Linked DNA regions of Mus musculus: region 2 is linked to region 1. Evidence: chromatin contacts called from public Hi-C data. All regions are on one chromosome and are shown on one strand. Each heading gives the region's core, a stretch centred on a gene start, on an enhancer-like site or on the middle of the called end of the contact. The rest is flanking DNA. Distances are from core to core; before and after follow the strand shown.

Evidence for each region. Hi-C and Micro-C count contacts between places; a contact is called where the count stands out from the background.
Region 2: a contact with region 1 is called in a Hi-C map of CD8 T cells, with 2.5 times the contacts expected there. The contact joins the enhancer-like site here to the promoter of 4930595L18Rik in region 1. A contact is called at or near these places in 5 of 39 promoter capture datasets (3T3-L1-derived adipocytes, the HPC-7 cell line, HPC-7-derived erythroid cells and 2 more), 1 of 15 datasets of contacts at CTCF or cohesin (the NIH/3T3 cell line), 6 of 484 Hi-C or Micro-C datasets (the AML12 cell line, CD8 T cells, the N1E-115 cell line and 2 more) and 2 of 115 datasets of contacts at active chromatin or transcription factors (CD8 T cells and epiblast stem cells).

What each region holds. Positions count from the first base shown.
Region 1 is chr6:98,549,863-98,554,635 of GRCm38.p6, forward strand. It overlaps 4930595L18Rik (a long non-coding RNA gene), which reads right to left and starts at 2,242. Exons shown (of 3, transcript XR_869302.2): 1 at 2,091-2,242.
Region 2 is chr6:98,630,029-98,634,801 of GRCm38.p6, forward strand. No RefSeq gene overlaps it. Among named protein-coding and RNA genes, the nearest start is that of 4930595L18Rik, 80 kb to the left of the region's middle. Within about 2 kb of position 2,628, at least 36 of the 459 cell types and tissues checked have an H3K27ac peak or open chromatin away from gene starts, as enhancers often do. A contact at or near this core is called in CD8 T cells, the HPC-7 cell line and cortical neurons, where this site is marked.

The sequences.
Region 1 (4,773 bases), core at 992-3,491:
CCTCAGTTCTGTGATGTGTGCATTATATTATTTAGCAGAAATAATAAACTAAATATGCTTTTTAAAAAATGCATGGCATTAACCACCTTTGTGTGTTAATGTGGTACCTACCAATTACATGCATTAAGGTAAAAAGCTAAAATATACAAATTAAGTTATGAACATAGCGCTACGTTTAACAGATTAACTGAAAACCTGCAAAGGTTTCAAGAGTATATTAAATGTATAAAAGCCTTTTCCTTGATCTTCAACTTGGAGGTTATTTTTCCCCCAATAGTGTGTGGTCTTAGAGCCCAGAGTGTGTTCTGAGAACAGCAAAAGAAAGTTAATATATACTAGGGGGAAAAAAAAACAACAAAGAATGATCTCTAGGGTATGTGCTTCAGGAAGAACAATCAGAGTTAATCTACATGGTAATCTGGGCCATAGGTCAACAGACTTTATTTGTACAGGGATAAGCAGTAAATATTTTAGGCTTCATTGAACATAAGGTCTATGTCTCCTGTTTTCAACTCTGCCATTGCCTCATAGTACCTAGGAAATATAAATGGCTATGTTCTGATAAAGATTTACTTATCACAACAGGCATCAAGTCGGGTTTGATTTAGTCATCAAAGCTTGGATCCTTTCACCTAGTGACACACATTATTTCTACCATTTGTGGAAGGTGAAACTAAGACATGCAAAGGTTGTTTTACTAACTGAAGGTCTCACAGGTAAGTGGATGATAGTTGGTTCAAGGAAAATTTAAATTTATTCAAGCATGTATCAATGAGACGGGGGAGCTGGAAAATGAACATTTAATTCTTTGTTTTCTATTGGTCATGAAGAATTCCTACCTGAACAGGTTTGAGACTTAACTCACACTCACTTTCATTGATGAGTCTCTATTCTGATTGTAGTCCTTCTGAGTGTGTCACATTCCCTGTGACCCTGCTCTTGGTAGCAGCTAATTGGACAAAGGATGGGAACTTGGTCTATCTGTGCCATTACCAAAAATTTATGACTTGTGGTCTGGTGTGACTTGAAACATATAGTCAGTGGATTCCTTTCTTGGGAACATGATCTTTGAGGAACATGGAAAATTCTCGTTGGAAAGATTGAAAGCGGGAAGGCTATGTGTGTTGGCAGCTCTGTGTGTGTGTGTGTGTGTGTGTGTGTGTGTGTGTGTGTGTGTGTGTGTGTTAGAACCAAATGCTGTAAAGGCATGAGGACGTGAGTTTGCATCTTTAGTACACATATCCAAAGTCAGACGTGGCTATGTATGTCTGCAACCTCAGCATGTTGAAAGGAGTGGGTGTAGTGAGACAGATTTCACCAGACAGACAGCCTAGACAAAACAATAGGCTTCTGTTTCAGTGAGAGACCCTGTCTCAAGTCAGCCAAGCAGAGAGTGGTAAAGTAAAATACTTCATGTCCCCCACTGGCCTCCTCCTGTGGATGTATATTATATATACAAGCACATACATCCACATAATTGTTTACATACAACACAAGTACACACGCACACACATATACACATGCACACACGGAGAGAAGGTGAACGGAAGGAAAGAGGAACCATGTAAGTAGAATTGGATGCATTGCTAAAATTTCAGTTTTCTAGTCCTTGACCCGACTGTATACCTGCTTTGACCTATGCATATATGCGCAGCATCTCTAAATTAGCTCCATCCTTTTAAAAATTATACCCTGAGTGAGATTCTGGGCCTTAAACACAATTTATCTTGATAGGCTACTGAAGTTACACTTATTTGTGGTTATCTACCTATTTAAAGGCACACTTGATTTCTGACTTTATATTTGTTTCTGAGACAAAACAGGGGTAATTCTAAAGCAGGGATTCCCCATTGATTTACTCTTGGGCTCTGTCTAGCCTCTCTTCCCAACCCACTTCCTTAACAGGATTTTCTAGTTCAGTCTTGCAAACTATATTTTCTACTTACTGTCTTCACTTTCATCCCAGGCTTACAGAAACATTTAGTGCACCTGCTACTCTCCCATTCACTAAATTAAGATGTAAATGTGCTCTGGCTAATTAACATAAATGTGTCGCTTATGATGTACCAAGCCTGGTCTGCTCAGCCCACCTGGATTCAAGGCAGCCATGGTGTGTGGGTGCTGAGGCTCAGTCCGTTTTCCTTTCTCTGAAGTTATGGGTGGGGGGCAGGGTAAGCAAGGCAGTAACAGACGCAGCCCAGAACTGTGGGTAGGCTGATGTCCTAGATACACCCTTCCAGAGAAAGGCAGTTGGATTTGTCAAAGAATCCCCAGTGCCTCATGGGTAAATTCCTACATCATTCTCATGCAGCTTCAGACGACCCCCAAAGAACAGAGCAGATCTTCCCATAAGAGCACGACACTGGTGTCTGGTCTCTTTCCTGTCTCATTTCCCATCATTCTTTTTCAGCTTCCAGTGTTACCCCCAAATCAAGTATCCTTATGATACGGCGTCTTGATATTTTAATAGAGTGTTTAATAGGACCACTCTCGGAGCAGTTCCTGCACATTTCCTTATTTTAAAGTTGAGGAAAGTAAGGCCCAGTACCATGAAGTCATGCTTCCAAATCTATGATTCCTAACAGAGATAAAATTAGAATAAAATCCAATGGTTTTTTCATTACAAGGGTCTCAGCTTAGAGCTTTCAAAGCTAAATATAATATTTGACTTTTTCCTCTTTCAAGTATTTTTTTTCAAATGTTATCTATAAAGCCACAGGTTCTGATATGCTTCCGTGCAAGCACCATGTTGGCTTGGGATCATGTGGCACGAGGCTATTGTTACCGTCCCAGAATAGTGTCTGGTGTTTTCAGGGACACAAATGGAGCTTTAATCTGTGATGTTCTTCTACTCGACATATTGTACAGGGCACGAGGCTGAACTCCCGTCGATCCTACCCCATGAGCTTCAGATGACTGTACACCCTACAGGATCCCTCTTCATACATGGAAGCTGTACAATTAGGCACATTAATACCCAAGCTCTCCAAGAGCCTCCCTGCGTCAGATCAATCCAAGCCTTAGCACGGCAGCCAGAAGCATTTTCTTGGAGGCTTCTCCTTGACTGTCACTTATTTTCTCACCAACTGCTGGCCCCACTTCTCTGCCCTGGATCCAACCCCATTATCAGAGACGCCAGGGAAGGCTCTGCAATGAGGTTGTCTGTAAATGAACAACAGAGAGCGGGAAGAGGATACTGTCACACCCAACAGTGTCTGTTAAGTTCTGACACCCAGAGAACTCAGTGCTCTGTGGGGTGTTGTAGCAGCTCAGGAGACACAAGAGACTTCACAGCAGAGAGGTCTCCTGGACTAGCATGTGGAAATTGCATGGTTGTGCTTCCTAGACAGCACGTAAAGATGCTATCGGGCTCATCTGTGTGTGTATGTTCTTGTGTATCATGCGTGTGACACCTTGAGTTTGATAGCAGGTATTATTCTTCGTTCAGACATTCTTTATACTATTTTGTGAGACAAGGTCTCTCACTGAATCTGAGCAAGCTACACTGGCTGGCTAGCAGGTCCCAGGGATCTTCCTGTCTGCCTTGCAGTGCCACCATCCCAGATGTATTCCACTGCTCTCAACAGTTACACAGCTGTTGAAGAGGGAACTCTGGAGCCCTCATGCTCAAATGACAAGCACTTTCCTGCACGTCTCCCCCACACAGGCTCACTTCTTGGGGTGTTTAAAGATGAATTAGGCTCTGGAGAAGGAAAATGGAAGAATGCAGATGCCAACCAGGGAATTCACACATGCACTTTTGTCAACGGTGACCTTTTAGGACTGCCATGGAACTTAATGTTGTTAAACAATCAGTCCTTGTTTTGCTAAAATGTGAGTTGTGAGGCTGATGCCTGGAGCACATTAGTTTATTCTTGGAACACCCCCAGAAGAATCTGACTGTTGTCAACCATCTTACTAGACTCTTCATCAATCCTGGTTTCTCCATGTGGCAATTGATCAAGCAGAGGTGAATCCCATGGGTTTTGTTCCCATTCAATAATACAACCCATTAAATGCATTTCTTAAGTTGCCCTAATAGCTTGGCTTGCTAATGTCCCTTGTCTACAAATATGGGCATTCCTATATGCTACTTCCTGCCTGCAAAACTTAACTTTCTGAATTTTTTTTTCCTAGTCTAGCAATTTCTTCATTTAATTCTTGCCTTAGTTTGTATTTCCCCAGAGCCAAGTCTGAGTCAGGCTTATTAAACCTTGGCAACTGTTGAGAGGTTAGGTTTGGTGAATTTTTAAGGTTGAGGATGCTGAGCATTACAGGATGTGGAACACATGTCTGGGCTCTAGACACTAGATCTACCCACACAACACCCACAGTGTCTCTAGATAGGGCTGAATATAACCGAGAAAAAACCACTGCCCTGAGTCAAGGGTTCAATGACAAGCACAGGGCAGTTGGAGACTGGATTAACAAGCAATGTTGGATGTAAATCATACCAGGGTTCTCCAGAGACATACAACAATAAGATGTGTATATGTGCTTAGGTAGGAGGGACAGATAGATGGATGGGAATAGGGAAGGAAGAGAAGAAAGACGAGATGGAAAAGCCAAGAGAGGATGAGAAAAATGTGAAGGGAGTGGAGAGATTAAAAGTTGATTAATTTTAAGGATTTGACTCAAGGGTAGAGTCTAATATCTACAAGGAAGACTGGCAGGCTGGAGACCCAGGGCAGAGTTAATTTTCATTCCTGGTTTAAAGGGTGACTTTACACTCTCATGGAGACTAAAGCACTCTATGGGATAAGCATTACTCTC
Region 2 (4,773 bases), core at 1,378-3,877, 81 kb after region 1:
ATTCCCATTCTTTCTTGACAAGGCAAACATTCTCAAGTGAATAGCATGGTCCGACATTCTCAAGTGGATATAGCATGGTCTGACATGGGACGCCTGAGGAATGGCAGTGGTTTAACTAGGAAAGTGGAAATGACATGAAACGTATGCCATTAACAAACTAAAAGGCTCACCAGGAACGAATAATAAGGGTAATCATCCTAAATTTTAGAAAGCATTTTTATTTCAATTGCCTGGTTTCACTTCCGGGTGTCAAAGCCTCCTCAGCCCAAAGGACGGAGAAGGCTGGCAGATGCTTTGCATGGTTGGTGAAGATGAAAGCCACGCCCATCTTTTCCAGCCAACCTGTCCTTCTGTGAGTTGCAGCGCAGAGCAGGGATCTGAAGGTTACAGGGTTGCCTGCCTGCTCACTCGCTGAGCAGAGTCAAACATGATATGAACCTTTCATTATATTATTTCCTGCGTGTCTCTCAGCAAACGTGGACGCGCCTCTCCAGAGTGAGGAGCAAAAAAGAAAAAAAAATCTCCTCCCAGAAGAGACGACAGGAGAATGTTACCTGAAATGTTGAATAACGATAAATTCCTTGGCGTTCCTCTCAACATTCTGCCCCACGATGATGAAGTTTTCATGTTTTGGCAGCTGTTGTAATTTTGCTTTCACAGACGCAAGACAAATTTTTCCCATATAAGTGACTTTTCCCATTCAGCGGTAAGTTTCAGAAAAATTCTGCTATTGTGATTTTTAGATGGCATGTGTTTCAGGAGCTCTATAAAACACACACACCTAAAAAGGTTTACAGTTGAATTCTTTTCATTTTAGTCAGCTGTAGACAAGTTTTAGTCTACATTTTTAAATAATTGACTCCATTATATTTCATAAAATATAGGTTAGTTCTGAAGGCAATAGTTAGCACTTACATAAAGAGCTTTTTTTAATCTTCAGAAAGCTTGTAAATCTAAAATAATTTTTACATCCCTGTGAGGCGAGTCAGAAACTCTTGAATTCCCAGTTTTAAGAAAAAGAGACTGAGGAAGGAAACTGGGGTTGAGCTGGAAATATCAAAGATGGAGGCCCTAAAGAGACCACTGTTCTTCATTTGCCTGGGCAGAGGCGCTTCCATCTTCCCGCACAGTTCCCTGTGTACATGAGAGGAAACATCTAGCCCTGTAATAACTGCAGAGGTTAGGAGCTGTAATTAAAACTACATAAAATTAATTGATGGACTTAGAAAGATTTATGCACCTTGAAATAAAAGTACTTTCAAGTACTTTAGATTTATATCTCAGACTTGTCAATTTGGTGCGTGGGTGTGTCCGTTTTTTTTTTTTTTTTTAAATGAGGTGAGGATGTAATTATTCAAGTGCAGAGATGCTTCAGGTTGCTCTGAACACGTTCGCTCGTGGCTTACACCCAGCAGGATACAAGTGGCCCCCTTGGACCACTCCATCCTCAGGCTCTGCCCTGAGTCCTGATCACGGCTTTAAAAATGACTGGTTTATCTGTAAAGAACCTGGACGGTTCTGCAGAGCCCGTACCATAGGGATTTACTAATTGCCCTGCCATTTCCCAATACAAGAAAGGGTTGCATCTTTGTGATTGTCCTTGTTTTTAGGGATTCATCCAGCACTCAAATAAGATTGCACTCCCAAAAATAAGAAAAGATGTGGATGCAGGGCAGATGAGAAAGTCGCACACGACCTCCTTGGGAAGCCTTGAAAACAGCAAAATAGGGGAGGGCTCAGATACTGAGCCATACTGAGCCAGGGCAAGCTAATCAACCATCTAAGCAGATAGCATTCCCTAGCTATCCTCTGCCTTGGATTCCATTGCTTCTAATGAACACCCTTACTCATTTTTCTAGCCAGGATAAGGGAGGGCTTGGAATTTTAAATGTTTTCTGTATCATGGTCTCTTCAGAAAACTCCCAACATCACTACCTGAAACGATGAATCTCTTATGCTACCGCAGCTTCCAAATTTCTAAAAAGGATACTTAAAACCGTTTAGCTCTTTCAAAAAATACTCTTTATCCTCTATCTTTCTTACCATGAAATCAAACTCACATGTGTGTAAATGCGCCTACTCGGATCATTTCAAGATCTATATATTATCATGATAAATGTATGTAATTAGTAATGATGTAGAAATTTAAAAAAAGAAAAATCCTTACCCCTCCCCCCAATTAAGCAACACACTTTGCAGATGGAACCAGGTGGCTCCGATGTGTCTGGTATTTCCGGTGAGGCAGCGCTGGGATTGCGAGTACAGGAGCAATCATGCCTTACTAAAAGAGGGAGCTATCTTCACAGCTCCATCTGCATAATTGATCCCGTATGAAGCGAGCCCGGTAGCCCAGGAGCACTCTGGGGATCCCTTGTTTGTCTCAGCATGTTCAATGTCTGGGAGGCATTACCCATCAAGTCCTGTTCACTCAGCATCCTTCCTCGTGGCTTTTTCTGGGAGCCCCAGGAACCTTCTCCCACTAATGATAAAATAATCAGAAGCATAAAAATGTTTCTTTTGGACAAATTTGACATGTTATAATGGTTGAGTGTTGATGACTCAGAGTCTCCCCGCGCCGCCCCCCTCCATCGCCACCGCTTTATTTAGAGACAGCAGGCAGTGGAAGGAAGCAGACAGCTGCAGAAGTTTCCTACCAAGATGAAAGTCGAGAAATTCTTCCTAAACACGGCTTGGTTATCAATGATGAAACGGGTCTGGATTCTTGGGGCTGTGGCTCACAGAAACACTATTGTCCCCATGCCTCGTCTGAATATTTTAAGGTCACGTTGCAATTCAAAGGCAAGCAGGTGGAAGTCTCAAAAATGAGATGGGGTTTGATTTAAGCTGACTATGTTATTGAGAAAACGCCTCAGTGGTGGTTGGTTTTCATTTTCTGTTTAGCTATTTGTGGTAAATACATAGAAACCGGAATCTTGTCTGGCAGTAGGACCAATCAGACACACTCATGGGTCAAAAACCACTCTTTAGAAGCTTCTAAAAACTGAGTGTGTGTGTGGCGGGGGGGGGGGGGGGGGGAAGGGTAGGGGGGGTAGGTACACGCTTTGGTAAAGTTCTACCAGAGATGCAAAGGTAGAAATGCCTACCAGTAAACAAAGCAATTAAGGTATTTAAAAGATAATTGTGACACATTCATTCACTGTAAGGGAAGTAACTTTGATGTACACAAAATTAAGGGACTCATCTGAAGCCTGAGAAAATTACATTCAATGTATGAAGAAAATCCAACCAAGCATGGGAGGAAGGCGCCCAAGGGGCATTGCTCTCTGTTCCCAGATGCCCGCCTCTGAGAACAGTAGTTGGTTATTGAGGAGTGGAAAACCCTGGGGCTGAGTGGCAGGTACAAAGGCCAGATAATGAAGGACATTATCTGAAACCCAGAAGGTTTAGAATGTTTACATTCCCCCCTGGAGGATATGAAATATCACCAAGAAGAAGAAGAAAAACAAATAAACCAAAGGTAAAACCCCACTTTCCATACGGAAATGCTTCTTAAACAGGGCAGCTTTCTCAGGGATAGGTTTACAGCAAAGAACAGTCAGGGAGCCACTTCTAACTCAGGGGACGATGTCATTTAACAGGGAGAGGAGAAACAGAATCCAGATAGGTGATGGCTGACCATGAATCTGTTAAGCTTGCGAAAATTCTTGGAATATTTGTGCAAAGATGCAAAAGGAGTGGGTCAAAGAAAATAGTCATCGTATGGCTTGAGAACCTACTAGCCCATTGATATAGAAAGATCTAAATGACTTGGGTCTATAGATGTGAGAAACATGGGCGGATTTCATTCACAGGGTAGAAAGGATCAGGTTGAATTAAACTCTGGGCTACAGCACAGTGACAGCACATAATGGAATGGTCCTTTTGAAAAGCCGCAGAACACATAAGCAAATGAAAGCTGGGGTGACCAGTTTGATAACTGGCTTGGTTGTGGTGACCTTTAACAGGTAGCCCAGGAGACTGGCTGAACTGCTGAAGGACTGGCCTTAGAAGCCTGAGGACTGGGGATCAGAACTCCTGTCAAACACAACAACAACAACAACAACAAAGCTGGGTATAGTGGTGCATGCTTGAAACTCTGGTGCTGCAGAAACTGAGACAGGTGGATCGCTGGGGCTTGGGCTACCCAGCCAGCATAGCCAAGTTGCCAAGCTGTAAGCCAAGTAAAAGAGCCTGTCCCATGAAACGAGGAGACAAGAGCCTGAAGAATAACATGTCATGCTGATCTCTGGCCACCACATGTATGCACATATACATGTACAAAACACATACATCTTCCATGCTATAAATATATGAACACTTGTGATCATCAACTGTATCTCATTTTTAAAAAATACTTAAAATGAGCTGAAAAGAGGGCTCAGTGGGTAAGGTACCTACTACACAAGGAAGAGGACGAGAGTTTTCAAGTCCCAGCACAGCCTGTAATCCCAATCTATAGAAGGCAGCGACAGGGTCTCCTAAAAGCAAGCAGGCTAGTTAAGCTAGCTGAATTTGCAAGCTATGGGATCAAATGAGAGACCCCCGCCTCAATATATAAAAGGAAGAGTGATCAAAGAGGGAGAAAATGTCAACCTCTGACCTTTATATACACTCACACACTTGTAACCACGCGCAAGTGAACACACTCATATTTACATGCAAAACCCACATATATGCATGCTACAGGCACACAGGCACGCACAACACTTAAAGCTGTTCCTGACAATAGCATGTCCTAAATTAATGTTTGATCCTAGGTATTATCTTCATCAT